3 separate regions of the Mus musculus genome follow, and all the other regions are linked to region 2. A link is a contact called in public Hi-C and promoter capture Hi-C data. All regions are on one chromosome and are shown on one strand. The core of a region is the stretch at or near the end of the contact, and the rest is flanking DNA. Distances in the headings are between cores, read along the strand shown. Region 1 holds the start of Slc18a1 (solute carrier family 18 (vesicular monoamine), member 1). Region 2 holds the start of Hmgxb4 (HMG box domain containing 4). Region 3 holds the start of Ints10 (integrator complex subunit 10).

The links. Promoter capture Hi-C pulls out the DNA fragments that hold promoters and counts their contacts. Hi-C and Micro-C count contacts between places; a contact is called where the count stands out from the background.
Region 1: a contact with region 2 is called in a promoter capture Hi-C map of pre-B cells. The contact joins the promoter of Slc18a1 here to the promoter of Hmgxb4 in region 2. A contact is called at or near these places in 1 of 39 promoter capture datasets (pre-B cells) and 1 of 484 Hi-C or Micro-C datasets (CD4 T cells).
Region 3: a contact with region 2 is called in a Hi-C map of rod photoreceptor, with 8 times the contacts expected there. The contact joins the promoter of Ints10 here to the promoter of Hmgxb4 in region 2. A contact is called at or near these places in 2 of 484 Hi-C or Micro-C datasets (CD4 T cells and rod photoreceptor).

What each region holds. Positions count from the first base shown.
Region 1 is chr8:69,087,033-69,091,486 of GRCm38.p6, forward strand. Slc18a1 (solute carrier family 18 (vesicular monoamine), member 1) reads right to left here and starts at 2,190. Exons shown (of 17, transcript NM_153054.2): 1 at 1,949-2,190. It overlaps Atp6v1b2 (ATPase, H+ transporting, lysosomal V1 subunit B2), which reads left to right and starts at 1,704. Exons shown (of 14, transcript NM_007509.3): 1 at 1,704-1,896. The coding sequence starts at 1,761.
Region 2 is chr8:74,990,947-74,995,560 of GRCm38.p6, forward strand. Hmgxb4 (HMG box domain containing 4) reads left to right here and starts at 2,704. Exons shown (of 11, transcript NM_178017.2): 1 at 2,704-2,803.
Region 3 is chr8:68,792,356-68,796,801 of GRCm38.p6, forward strand. Ints10 (integrator complex subunit 10) reads left to right here and starts at 1,574. Exons shown (of 17, transcript NM_027590.4): 1 at 1,574-1,793; 2 at 2,256-2,323; 3 at 4,362-4,446. The coding sequence starts at 1,665.

The DNA.
Region 1 (4,454 bases), core at 940-3,439, 5.9 Mb before region 2:
TACTTCCAGCAATTTTATCGAGGATTGAAGGATTGTTACATAGGGACCTGAGATGCACTCAAAGTAGACTTAGGTAACCTGGCTACATTTACTTCATTTGTAACATCAGCTGACTGACTTTTAGTTGAAATGCTTGGGAGCAGGAATGCTTTAGATCTCAAATTTCTTATTTTGCCTTTTTTTAAAAAGATTTTTAAAAGATTTATTTATTTTATGTATATGAGTACACTGTAGCTGTCTTCAGACACACCAGAAGAGTGCATCTGACCCCATTAGACTGGCTTTCAGTAAGGTTTATAACTTATCATCAGTGAGCCACCATGTGGTTGCTGGGAACTGAACTCAGGACCTCTGGAAGAGCAGTCAGTGCTCTTAACCACTGAGCCATTTCTCCAGCCTCTCAAATTTCTTTTTTTTTTAATTGTGAAATATTTACATAATATGTCTTGTATATAGGCTGTAAGTCTATAGATAAAACTCATTTATATTCCATACATACCTCACATATATAGCCCAAAGGGAATTTTATAACAACATAGTAATTGGGCTGGAGAGGTGGCTCAGCGGTTAAGAGCACTGGCTGATCTTCCTGAGTTCAAATCCCAGAACCCACATGTGGCTCACAACCATCATGATGGGATCCGAAGTCCTCTTCTGGTGTGTCTAAAGACAGTAACAGTGTGCTCACATACATACAAATAAATAAATCTTTAAAAACAAAACAACAACATAGTAATTTTGTGAATGAGGCAAAGATCCATGCTTCCCAAACTGATAAGTTATAAACCTTACCGAAGGCCAGTCTAGACATCCTCTTGTGTATTTATCAACAAATCTATGGGGAACTAACACAAAGAAGTTTTTCAGTATGTTGCTCCGTCATAGCAAAGTTCTTGTTTTCCTCTTCTGTTCTTATATTGTAAAGAGAACAACAATCAATTTACTGTGTTGTTCGTTTCTCACAGGCTGGTTTTTCTTTTTGTTTTTTTTGTTTTGAAACATAGTTTCACTATGTAGCTCTGGCTGCCCTGGAACTCAGACCTTCCTGCCTCTGCCTCCTGAGTGCTGCGTTTAAAGGCTTGCGCCATCACACCAAGCCAACCGCTAGCTAATTTTATCACAGCCAAAGAAAAGAAACTAGAACCCTTTGTGCGTTCTAACCTCTTAACTGGTTTTCCAATCTGTTCCTAAGGTGGTCTTCCACACCATATACTCTTCGGATATGCAAGAAAGCCAAGTCTGTTCGAAAAGATCCACGAAAAAAAAAGAACTTGGTAGTAGGATAAACTGAAATAAATTTCGACACAAAGTTACCAATCATGGGACTAGGTTTTCTATCTTCTGCTTTCCAAGGTGTTTTCCACAGCTTGATTATGAACCTCAGTTGTCTGTATTTTCTTATGCACGTTTTCCTATCTCTTCCTTCCCTACATTCCAATGAATCTTTCTTTTTCTCGTGAATCCTCTCTCTTGTGTCAATTTTGCCCTCTGGCCCCTTTCGCTTCTCTTTTCCCGCTCCCAGCCTCAGATCCGCGCTCCCAGCACTCTGGTCAGCTCCCTATGCGCCTAGCATGCGCGCGCACCCTGCACCGCCCCCGCAGAGCTCCAGTCACGAGTCTGGGGGCGGGGCGCCGCCGAGAGGGCGGGGCCTCTGCCGCAGCTTCGAAGCGCGCATGGGTGGGGCCGGCCGCACGGGCCTCCCTGCTATATGTGCGCCTGCGCCGCGCTGCTGCGGGGCCAGTCGGGACGGAGGAGACAAGATGGCGTTGCGAGCGATGCGGGGAATCGTGAACGGGGCCGCACCCGAACTGCCCGTGCCCACCGGTGGGCCGATGGCCGGAGCTCGGGAGCAGGCGCTGGCGGTGAGCCGGAACTACCTATCCCAGCCTCGTCTCAGTGAGTACGGGAAAGTGAGCGTGTCCACCAAGCCCTTGGCTTGTGCTCTCACCTGTTCAGCCAGCGGGGAGGGAATGGGATTCATTTCCCCCATCGCTCAGTTCACAAGCACCTCTCCAGCTTTGCGTGAGCTTTTCCGTGACTTCGGTGGGCCGAGCGTGAGAGCACCGACTGGAACCTTCCCATGGGCTAAGTGGGCTCCTGATGATTGCCCTACCCGCTCCGAGTTCTCTGGGTATTGTCAGACACTGGTCTGTCTCTGAGGGCCACTTCTTGTCACTGTCTTCATCTGCTCCTGGCCTCATTTAAATGTCTTCGGGTCGAGGGAACGCCTACTCCGTCCCCCTTTGCCCCGTGGACCTCTGGGCAGGTGGACCGTGCAGAAGGTGTAATGTCATCGCTGATGTGGGCAGGCCCCGCGGCTAGAGGGAGATGTGGCTTATTCTGTAGGGAACCGCTTCACTGGAGGACACCTAGATACCGGAGAACCTTAGAGCTGAAAAATACCCTAGTCGTGCAGTCCCACCCTCTCGTTTTACAGGCGAGACGCCTAAGGTTCTGGAAAGGAGAAGCCATGCCTGGCTTCAGACATCTAATTATTGGGAAAAGAGGAACCAAAAATCGAGTTTCTTAATCCTTTGCTTGGTCTTCTGTTGTTTATTCGTTTACTGACCAGCTAACCAAACGCAGTTAAATGGAAGGTTGCTTTCCACTGTTATGTTCATAGGCTTAAGTGTAGTGATCATAAAAGACCTCAATAAGCCATGTTTAGACAAGCCAGTCATTCCCAAATGGCTCTTGTTGGCTGAAGCTTTCGGTTGTATAGAATCAAACCTCTTCACGGCTCCCTTAAAGCCAGGCAGAGAGCTTTGAAAGAAGACTTTTTTTTTTCCTCTTTTTTAAGTATCTGTTGTTTTCCTGAAAATAAGGTTCCATTTGCACAGGTTAATTGGCAGCTTGGCTCTGTGGGTGGCTCATTGGTTAAAAGCGTTTCAGCTGAAGGGTTTTAGCTAGGCGCCCTCCAGCCTGACTAATCCTGTCCTGAGCTGTCAGTGGGTCATGTGATAACACTGCAGCGAGGGGAAGGGAAAAAAAAAACACACACACACACACATTGGAGAGTGGATTGCTGAGGTGTGCCTTTTAAGCATTTTTTTAGAATAATTGTTAAAATTAGAGAATGCCTGTTAGGGGTTCATGTGAGCCCAAGGAAACGTCGGGAAAACTGACAGATTTATACCTGAGAATTACAGAATCTCTAGAATTGCATTTGATATGTATGCTTTGCTCTGAGCAGAGCACATAGACACTGGTGTGGCTTCTAAGGGAAAAATGTTACAAGGTTATAGTAGTCTCTTTCCATATAACAAGTCATTCAGAGCCAATTCAGGGAGTGTCGACTACTCCATGGCGAAGGTCTTAAGCCCTTCAGGGATGAGTAGTGTTTCTCCACCATATCCATGTGCTTGGCCAATATTTGAAGAGTTTGTTCATAGGAGGATTCTGCTGACTAAGCTGTCTCTAAAAGTTGCATCTTTGTATCCCCAAGTTCACAGTGTCTGACTTAGGAAGTGCTCTGTAAATCCTATAACTTGGAATTCAATTTGTCCTAATAGTTAAGCGTGTATTTTTTTTTTAATATGGATAGGGTTTTTAAAAGGGAGTTGGTATACTGCATTTAAATATCATCTTTTACTATTTTTGCCACATTTTTAGTCAAATTTAAATATTAACTCAATTTTTTATTATTAAAGTTTGATGATACTATCAAAATAATTATAATTAATTGATACACACTCTTTGGAGTAATTTTGGCAGTTGCCCTGTGAAAATCAGATCCTGTTTTAAAACAACTTCAGGATTATTAAAAATTCTAGATATTATATGTACATAATATAAGAAATTACTCAGGCTGTTAAAAAGAAACGGAAAGTAAAATATTCAGGCTGGAAATTAGTAACTAATCTGGAGCACATCATTTGACTTTCTGACATCACAAGGTAAAAAAAAAACTTTGCCCTTTTAAACGTTAAGGAAGATCAACAATATCTTCAAAGCTATTAGAGCAAAATACTATGAGCTTGGTTGGGTTCACTTTTCTTGACCCAGCCAAGCTAACCTTAAGTTTCTTATGTCACAAAGCAGATCCCTAGCAAAAACCACAAGTGACTTTCCTTGCTTTACTTCTAGAGCATGTTCAGGTTAGTTCTCTGGTCTTGCACAATTGAAGGAATGGCTTTCTTAGCATTTGTTTTGCTATGAAGGTGGTGCCTAAAGAGCTAGGGTTTATTGTGCAATGGTTTTTGCTTTAACAATGTCGCAATCCTTAATGGTGTTAGTGTTGAACAACCTCTTTCCCTGCAGAAGGAAGAACTAATCATCTGATAGATTATGTGTGCTCACAGACTCCATCCCCCCCTACATATACATATACATACACATACACATATATGTGTATGTGTATGTATTTGTATATGTACATATATCTATGTGCGTGTATGTGTGTGTGTGTATATATATATATATACACATACATCTATATGAATGAATATGATTTG
Region 2 (4,614 bases), core at 1,454-3,953:
ATACAGATTTTCATACCACCTGAGTGCAGCGTCTTCAGAGGCCAGAAGAGGGAACTGGATCCTCCCTCCCCCAGGAACCAAAATTACACATATTGTGAGCTAAGGGTGGTGTTAGGAGCTAAACTCATGCCCTCTGGAAGAGCAGCCCACGTTCATAACCACTGTAGCTCTCTAGTTTTAATAACAACAATAACGATAATAATCAAATAAAAATTCATTCTCCTTTCTCAGCTTCTCAGATTGCTTTTATCTTAAGTTCAAGGTTATCCCATAGTCATTGAAGCCTCATCTGGGGCTTTTCCTCTGTACATTTCATTTAGGTGGTGTCTTTGCAGGGTCTTAAGGAGATCTCCTCTTTGGTATCTTATTGGCTGCTTATTTTATCCAGGTATCCCAGGCATTATTATAGCTTTCATTCCTAGAAATTGGATTTGTGTCTCTCTATGATATTTTGATACCTTTATTGATGAACAACTGAAATATCTCAAATTGTCATGTATTAAAGTATTAGGTTTGGTGGAGTCTTGATTTATGTCAACCCAACCAACAACTACAATCAATATGGTGAATGTATTCTTTACGTCCCATGAAGCCGAAGGAGGACTCTGTGAGGTCAGCGCTCATCTCCCACCTTCTGTTGCCAAATTCCACAGAGCCATGCTAGGATGCTCACAGCAGAGAAGCTTCACCCACATGCTTCTGAGGAGGAGCTTGTTCAGAGTGCCTCGGCCTTCTGGACTCCACCACCGATTCCCCTTCCAGCAAAGCAAGTGCCAGCAGGCACCTCATCACAAGAAGCACCGGAGTCATGTTTTAAAGAGCAGGCCTTTCCACCCTTACCTGCATCTGTACTGCTCTTCCCCAACCAACACACCACCACTCACTACAACATGGCTTTATTATTTTCTGCTGCCCTCCCAGCCAGAGTATCAGCTGCTGAGGCTCAAGTACCCTTGACTTTGTTCTCTTGTTAGTGCCCAGCACCTTGCCCAGTGCCTGCTATACCCTGTGCTTTCCATAAGGACTGTTTCAGCGAATAAATGAACGAGTGTATGTTCAGTGATCCAAGAATGATAGTACTGTGGTCAAGAACAGGCTGAGGAGCTGAAGAGATGGCTGCAGGTTAAGAGAATACTACTCTTCCAAAGGACCTGAGTTCAGTTCCCAGCATTCACACTGTACAGTTCATGACTGTCTATAGTCCATCTCCAGGAAATCTGGTGTATTCCTTTGGCTTCTATGAGCATGTGCACACACACCAACAGTTAAAGAAATAGAGGCCATGAATTTGAGAGAAATAAATGGAAAGGGTTGAAAAGAGGGAACATGATCTAATTATATTTATATATAAGAATTAATAGTAGTGCATGATTTTAATCTCAGTGTTCAGGAGGCAGAAGCAGGAGGATTTCTGTGAATTTCAGGCAAGCCTTGTCTACATAATGAGTTCCAGGACAGCCAGGGCTGCTTCCTCCACCCATCCCTCCCGCCAAAACTGCCTACCTCCTGTGACTTTGACAAAGCAAAACAGAAGAGAAATTCCTCCCTAGAGCAGATGAAGGCTGGGTCTTTTCAGTGAGGAGGGCACCAGCTTCTGGTTGCCCTGATGGAGTGAGCACTGTTCACACAGAAGGCTATTATATACTTACACTATGCTACAAAAACAGAGTCTTTATATTAAACCAGGCTCTGGAAATTGTAAATGCTATTGATTTATTGAGTTCTCCTCAATAAATCAGAAGAAACTGTTTTCTCCTGTTTCTTAGAGAAAGAGTAACTTATTTATTTCCATTTTGTGTGTTTTTAGGGGACATTCCTGTGGCAGTCAAACTTGCATGAATCAGTTCTCTCTTTCCACCATGTAAATTTCCGGTGTCAAACACATACCCAGAGATTTGGTGTAAAATATTTTAACCCACTGAACCAATTCACCAGTCCTCTTAACACTTAAACAAAAATTGGTGTGAGCGGTGTAATAATTTGGTGAGAAAACAGCTTGTCTTACAAGTGTATGGTCTTCCACTTCACCTGGGCTACTCTCCAGATGTAAATGCTAAATTACAAATAAATACGGCTATTAACCCTTATCGCTCTGAGTCCGGCAAAGAACAGATTGTCTTGAAATAAACAGCATAACATTCTGTCTTAAATACAAAAGATTTAGGGGTAAAAGGAGAACAAGAAGGGCTACTATTAGGTGACCAGAAAGGACCGAGATTGCGGAGAAGGACCCATGAGTTCCTAAAAGAGAATACAAAGCTAATTGTCTAATTTTAAGTCTGTCATGAAATTTTCGAGGTTTGTATAAGCACGTGGTAGATAAGTACATAAAATTGTAACTGACAGTGAACGTATAAAATCCAAAGCCAAGCTCCATTGCTTCAGAACGACTGTTCTAATTGCATAGAAGTTTACGGAGCTGTAAAGACTTTGGGTTGGGGCAGGTGTTTGGCTACATTAATCTAATTGCCTGATATTTTTTATTCGCAATTTCTTTACAGAAAGATATTTTTATTGAAGAATAAACAGGAGACTTTTGAAATTATTTGTTTAGACCGAGAAGAGATTTCTAGACTAAACCTGCAACGGAGGAGTGTATTCTCAAACGGTACCGCGACCGCGCTCAACAAGCAGGTTTATTCGATGCGCTCGACGCTCTTTCGCCGGCGCGGTAGCCCCGCTGCAGTAGGAGTCTGCGCTCTGGGCTCGACTGAGGCGCCCTTGTTGCTCGCGCTTTTCTCTCCTTCTCCAAGATGGCGGCCGTCGGCGGCGCTGAGGCGGGATCCGAGCGAGCCGAGTGAAGGTAGCGGCGAGCGGAGCCCCCACCAGACCCGTCCGGACCCCCACCCCGGGGCGGCAACGGCCCCGCCCGGCCTCCGCCCACCGCTCCGGCCCCCCGACACCGTCCGGGAGGCGCTTCAGGCCCGCCGCGGCCTAGCTCGGGGGCCAAGCCGGGAACTGGAGTAGCGGCTGCAGCCGCCCCGGGGAAGGGGCTCGAGCGGGCCGCAGGAGGAAGGCGGCGGGAGCTGTTCAAACGGGGAAGGCGGGAAAGCTGCGGGGCCGGGAGGGGGCGTGCGGCCGCCCCAGGGACCCGCGGCCCGCGCCGCCCCTCCCCCTGCGCCGCTGTCTGGGCGCTCCGGGGCGCCGGAGGCCGACGGGACGTGGGAACACGGGTCGGGCGGAGCGCGGCATGGGAGCCGGGGCGCGGGCTACCTGGGGCTGTCAGGAAGAGAGGTCCCGGGCCGGCGGGCGGGAGGGCTGGGCGCGCGGTGAGCGGCGAGCGGGAGAGGATGCCCGGAGCTTCCTGCGCTGCGCAGAGCTTTGTTGAACTAGCGGTTGCAGCAGACCTGCCGAGGTTATCACAGCGGGGACCCCGGGAACGGTGGTCTTGGGGACTGTATGGATAAACGATCTCGTATTGTGTGTGTTCTTTGCGTGCGACTCAGTTTGAACATGCCTTCTTAATTGGAGTCATCTCCATACAGGCCCATTTCCCCCTCCACAACCACTACTTGTAGGTTCACTTTAGTTTATATCATATAGCAGACAAGATATGTCTACCACCCACCCACCCCACCCTTGTTTCCAGTACTGGCTGATTCTATACCCTCGTAGCAAAATACATTTTTAAAAACTGCATCCAAAGTAAAGCCTGTTGATTATGGCTTGTCAAAATTTGGATCGCTGAACTCGTGGAACCGAGTATGTTATCAGCCAATCTGTGCAGTGGTCGTGGTTCCAGTTAGCATTGCAGTGAGAAGATTCAGTGCGCCTTTCTGGCTATGGAGATCTCTGCAAGTTGCGAAGCTGGCAGGGGCTGGAGTGCTGCATAGGTGGGTCCTTGGAAAAGGGTGTGGCAAGAACTCCAACAGATCCAAGAAGGAAGGAAACCCACTGAAGTAAGAATTCACCTGTGCTATCCTAGAAGTAGCAACAAAATATCAGAATCTGCCAACAGCTGGATGTGTTTCTTCCTTTGACTGCATGGACTGGCAATCTAAGTTCCTAAAAACAGCCTTGGAGGAAACTCCCGTCTGGAGGAGACAGACCTTCCTTGCCCAGTTTACTGGGTGGATTTTCTTTCTTTTTCAATTCTCCGATCTGTTCTGGGATGATGATAACGATTAGCGATTGCTGGAACTGAGATTACCTCCAAAAACTTAGTTTCTGAAACTTTTTTTATAGTTAACGCTTTGAATTTCCAAAATAACAAAATTCTACCTTTGAAGATTTTAACTTTTTTCATAATTACTTGTTATCCCAAAAGCCTGTGCTGAAGTTTTATTTTCAAGTGGAATTAACAGCCTGCTTCTCCTTTCTTATACCCTGAAGAAAAGCCTTGGAAGAGCCGAGCCACGGTGTTCACGTTTTCTAAGCATTCGCTATCTATAATGGCATAAACAGTATTAAACAATGAATGAGCTTTTCTATGCTGTCATGTTTTTGCACACTAAGACAAACACTAACTGTAAGATTATCCTGCCCCAAGAAGTTGACAGCATAGAATTTTGTAAACTCCAAAATTATGGAATTCAAGAGAATGGGTTTTAGCACCTGTTTTGTGTTTGCTAACATTTGATGTAGTTGTTTTCTGATGTGAAAATCAAACCTAAA
Region 3 (4,446 bases), core at 324-2,823, 6.2 Mb before region 2:
ACTACTTGTTTATAAATTATTCATTAGCAAGCCTGTATTTTTACATTTCTATAAATAAGATCGATATAAAACAATAAAGGAACTTAAAAGAAAGTTCATTCAAAGCTTAATATGAATGAGATGGTTTGGCCAGGTCTCACCTTGCCTTGGATGATATGTTCACGGTAGGGAAGCCACCTGAGCTTCTAGGATCACAGAACAAAAGAGAGCAACAGATCAATGCATTTGCCAGCATAGACATCGGGTAGCTGGGCTAGAGAAAGGTTGGGAAACCTCTTCCATAAAGACCAGGTATTATTTCATTCTTAACTTGAAGGTTACTGGAGCTTCAAGTCTTCCAGGCTTAAAGATCCCTCCTAAAAAGCTTATCTGGAAGAAGACAGTTAGGTCAGATATCAGAGATGATGTAGATGTTTATTGCCCCAAATAGTTTTGTTTCGTAGCCTATGTCCCTTCTCTTCACAAATAATCTTTGACATAAACAAAGCTTCATCCAAGAACTGCAATTCACTATTGTAATGTTTATATTCATATTTATTTTTAATATCTGTATTTTTTACTTAAATAAGTAAATTCCTAATTTCTTTGTTAAAGAAAAAAAAATTAATCAGAACAGGCACATGTCCTTAATTCCAGCACTTTGGAGATGGAAGTCAGGAATCAGGAGTTTAAGATCATCCTCGTATACTTGCCAAGTTTAAGGTCAGCTTGGGCCATGACCGAATGTCTCAAAGGAAAAAAGAAAAGAAAACCAGCTCTGAATTCTTCGATGTCCTGGTTTTAAGTGGCAAATGATGGCTACAGTTGATAGGAACTATATACAAACACCTATAAGAAATATATATATATACATGCACTTAGACGGAAAACCAAAGCTAGCAATTCACTTTCCGGACACTTCCAATTCAATAAATGAATATTGCCTTGTCAACAGAACAGGGGGACTGTTTTGTTATTGTGGTTGTTCAAATGCAAAACCAAAGCCAGGATTTCGGTACCGATTTATACTGCAGCTATTTTCCATTGTTCAAATGATCAAAGTTTTTTTGTTTTTTTTTTGTTTTTTTGTTTTTTTTTGTTTTTGTTTTTGTTTTTTTTTTTAACTCTTGCAGAGCAGGTGGTTCGGACATCCAGCCGAGCATCTTCTAAATGCTAATTTTTCCGTATAGGAGAAAAAGAATAAGATTCAGGCGAAATAATGCCTGGGGCAGGGGCAAAGATGTTGGCAAAGCTCAAAAGCAACAGGCGATCCAGGGTCTTTCCGCATGCGAGGGTGGGGTCGTCTTGCACAGTCCAGGCCCAGCCCTCCGCGACACTTCGAAACTACACCTTAACCCTGGGCACCAGGTTTATTTACACCGAAGGACCGCCGCTCCGTGTCTGAGCGTGTCGCGGACCTTCAAACCCGGGCTGGAATCAAAGGAGAACGCAAGAACCTGGAGCACAGGGTTGCCGACTCTGACGCTTACTCCCAGGCGGTCAGCGGCGCGCTACCATCGACGGATGGCAATCCGAGTAATGAAAATCCAGGTCTCCGTAGTTTCCATAGGACTCTACAGAACCTCTGCGGCCTGTGGTTGGCTGGTCTCTGGGCATGCGCAGTGGCCACCTGGGGGTTGGCGGCGCCCTAGTGTCGCCTACTGGAAGGGCAAAAACCCGGGACCATGTCGGCCCAGGGCGACTGTGAGTTTCTGGTGCAGCGAGCCCGGGAACTAGTGCCCCAGGACCTGTGGGCAGCCAAGGCATGGCTGATCACGGCCCGCAGCCTCTACCCGGCCGACTTCAACATCCAGGTGAGTCAGACCCGGCGCGTCCGCACGCGCGGAAGAGAGCGTTTGGCCGAGCCCAGTGGCCCTGGGCGCTTTGCGCGGCCGCTGTCCCCCTCCCCACGTTGCTCCTACCCTGCTCCACAGGACAGTTGACCAACCTTTTCCCCAGCACCTGCAAAGGCGGAAACCATACAGTAAATCCGGGTCTGGTTGATCCTGTACAGTGCATCTTTGCCACTAGGGCCCAGGGCATTCATTCATTGATCATGGTAGCAGCCATCTGTTCAGTTGCTGCTTCTTTGGGGACGTTTCTACTCCACTTGATCCTAGAAGCCCTGCAGATGGGGTGAATTCTGGGCCACCAGGCTCTCATTTCCCTTCGTGGGTGTTCTGGGTGAAGGCCCACCTCTGAGCAGTGCTGCAGGTGGGCTGGAGCTGGACCAGCTACCACCGTGGAAGCCGTTGACCCTGTCTGCCTTGTTTCAGTATGAAATGTACACCATCGAACGGAATGCCGAGAGGACTGCCACCGCAGGGAGGTTGCTGTATGACATGTGAGTTAACTGGGATCGTTCTGGGAGCTATTGTTGATATCTGAAGGGGTCCTCTTCAGATATGAACAATTGATAGTAGCAGTCGGGGCTCTGCAAGATCATCCTCTTCCCTGGTACCCAGAATTCAGGCCTTAATTGCCAACAGGCGTTCTACAGAGACGACTTTTTAATTCTTGTATTTTAATCCCCAAATTTGTAGCCAGTGATTTATCATAGGCTCATTACAAACATTCAGACAGCAATTGATAGAATGAAATGTGAAATCCCTTCTAACCCAGAGCTAAGTTTTGTGTGTCTCCATATGTATACATACATACACTGGGTAGCTGATAAAAGCGAGGCCATTCTACCCTGAAGTGTACTTTCATAACCCGCTGTTGTGGACCCTCTGGGTCTAGTCTATAGAGACAACTGATGTTCTTAATGGCCATGTATCATTTTCTGGGTGCATGGTTAATTTCCAATTTATTTATGTTTGGAATGTCAGTGAGTAATTCTGCACCCATATTTTGATGTTTTGTAGCTAAGGGATATGTACAATTCATCATCTATCAAATTACTCTTTAAAAAGGATAGCCTAAATATCTGTTTCCACAAATTATATATATGTATGTATATATATATATATATATATATATATATATATATATATATACATATATATTTATATGTGTATATATATGAATTGGCAGTTTTCCACATTTTTGCCAACCTGTATATGTTCATCTCCTCCACCACCACCACCCCTGTTTTTCCTTTTCTTCCTCATGAGACAGAGGAACCTCACTTTATTGGGCAGGGTAGTGTTGAACTCAGACCCACTTGTTCCTCTTTTCTTAGCTGGGACAGAGGCTATGCCGCCACACCCCACCTGTATCATGGGGAAAATGATATCTTACTATATCATTGTTTCTTTTTTTCCCCCGAGACAGGGTTTCTCTGTATAGCCCTGGCTGTCCTGGAACTCACTCTGTAGACCAGGCTGGCCTCGAACTCAGAAATCCGCCTGCCTCTGCCTCCCGAGTGCTGGGATTAAAGGCGTGCGCCACCACCGCCCGGCTACTATACTGCTGGTGCCCCTCATACGAGTGTCGCTGCGACTGTTCTCTTTGGTTATTTCTGGCCTGTGGTTTACCTTTGTGAGTTTTGTTCTTGTTTTTCTTGTTGTTTTTAATAGAGTGTTATTTTTTTCTGTTGCTGTGACTGATAGAAAGCAGCTCAGAAAGGAAGGGTGTGTCCTGACTCAGGTTTTAAGGATACAGTCCATCCTGGTGGGGAAGGCATAGCAACAGGAGCTGGAGCTGACTGGTCACAGTGTAAACGGGTGAATGCATGAAGGCTCTTGGCTTGCTTTTGTTTTCTCTTTCTGAGACCACGTCTTTTGTGTCCTCTAGATTGCTGTGGGTTCAGATTTATTAAAGTATCTGAGGCCAGGAAGTGGTGGCGCACACCTTTAATCCCAGCACTTGGGAGGCAGAGGGAGGTGGATTTCTGAGTTCGAGGCCAGCCTGGTCTACAGAGTGAGTTCCAGGATAGCCAGGGCTACACAGAGAAACCCTGTCTCGAGAAAAGAAAGAAAGAAAGAAAGAAAGAAAGAAAGAAAGAAAGAAAGAAAGAAAGAAAGAAAGAAAGAAAGAAAGAAAGAAAGAAAAGAGCCGCTCCCCCCCCCCCAAAAAAAAAGTATCTGAGGATGACCTTGAACCTCTGATCTCATGCCTTTATGTCTCAAACACTGTGACTACTGGCATTCACCGCCACACCTGTGCTGTAGAATACAGGATTGGAACCCAGGGCTTTGTGCATGATAAGCAATCAGTCTAACTGAGCTACATCTCCAGCCCCTCATTCACAACAATGTCTAAAGATTTTTATGAGTACTCTCAAATTTTTCAAACTGATAGATTATTTTTGTGTATTTCTATCCTTTGTTCAGACATATGTAATCATTCACCTAAAGAAAAATGGGTTTCTCTAAATGCTATTGTTCTTCCTTGTTTGAGTTTCACATCTTACTTTAATGCATTCATTTTAAAAACAGGTTTGTGAATTTCCCGGACCAGCCGGTGGTATGGAGAGAAATCAGCATCATCACGTCAGCATTGAGGAACGACTCACAAGATAAG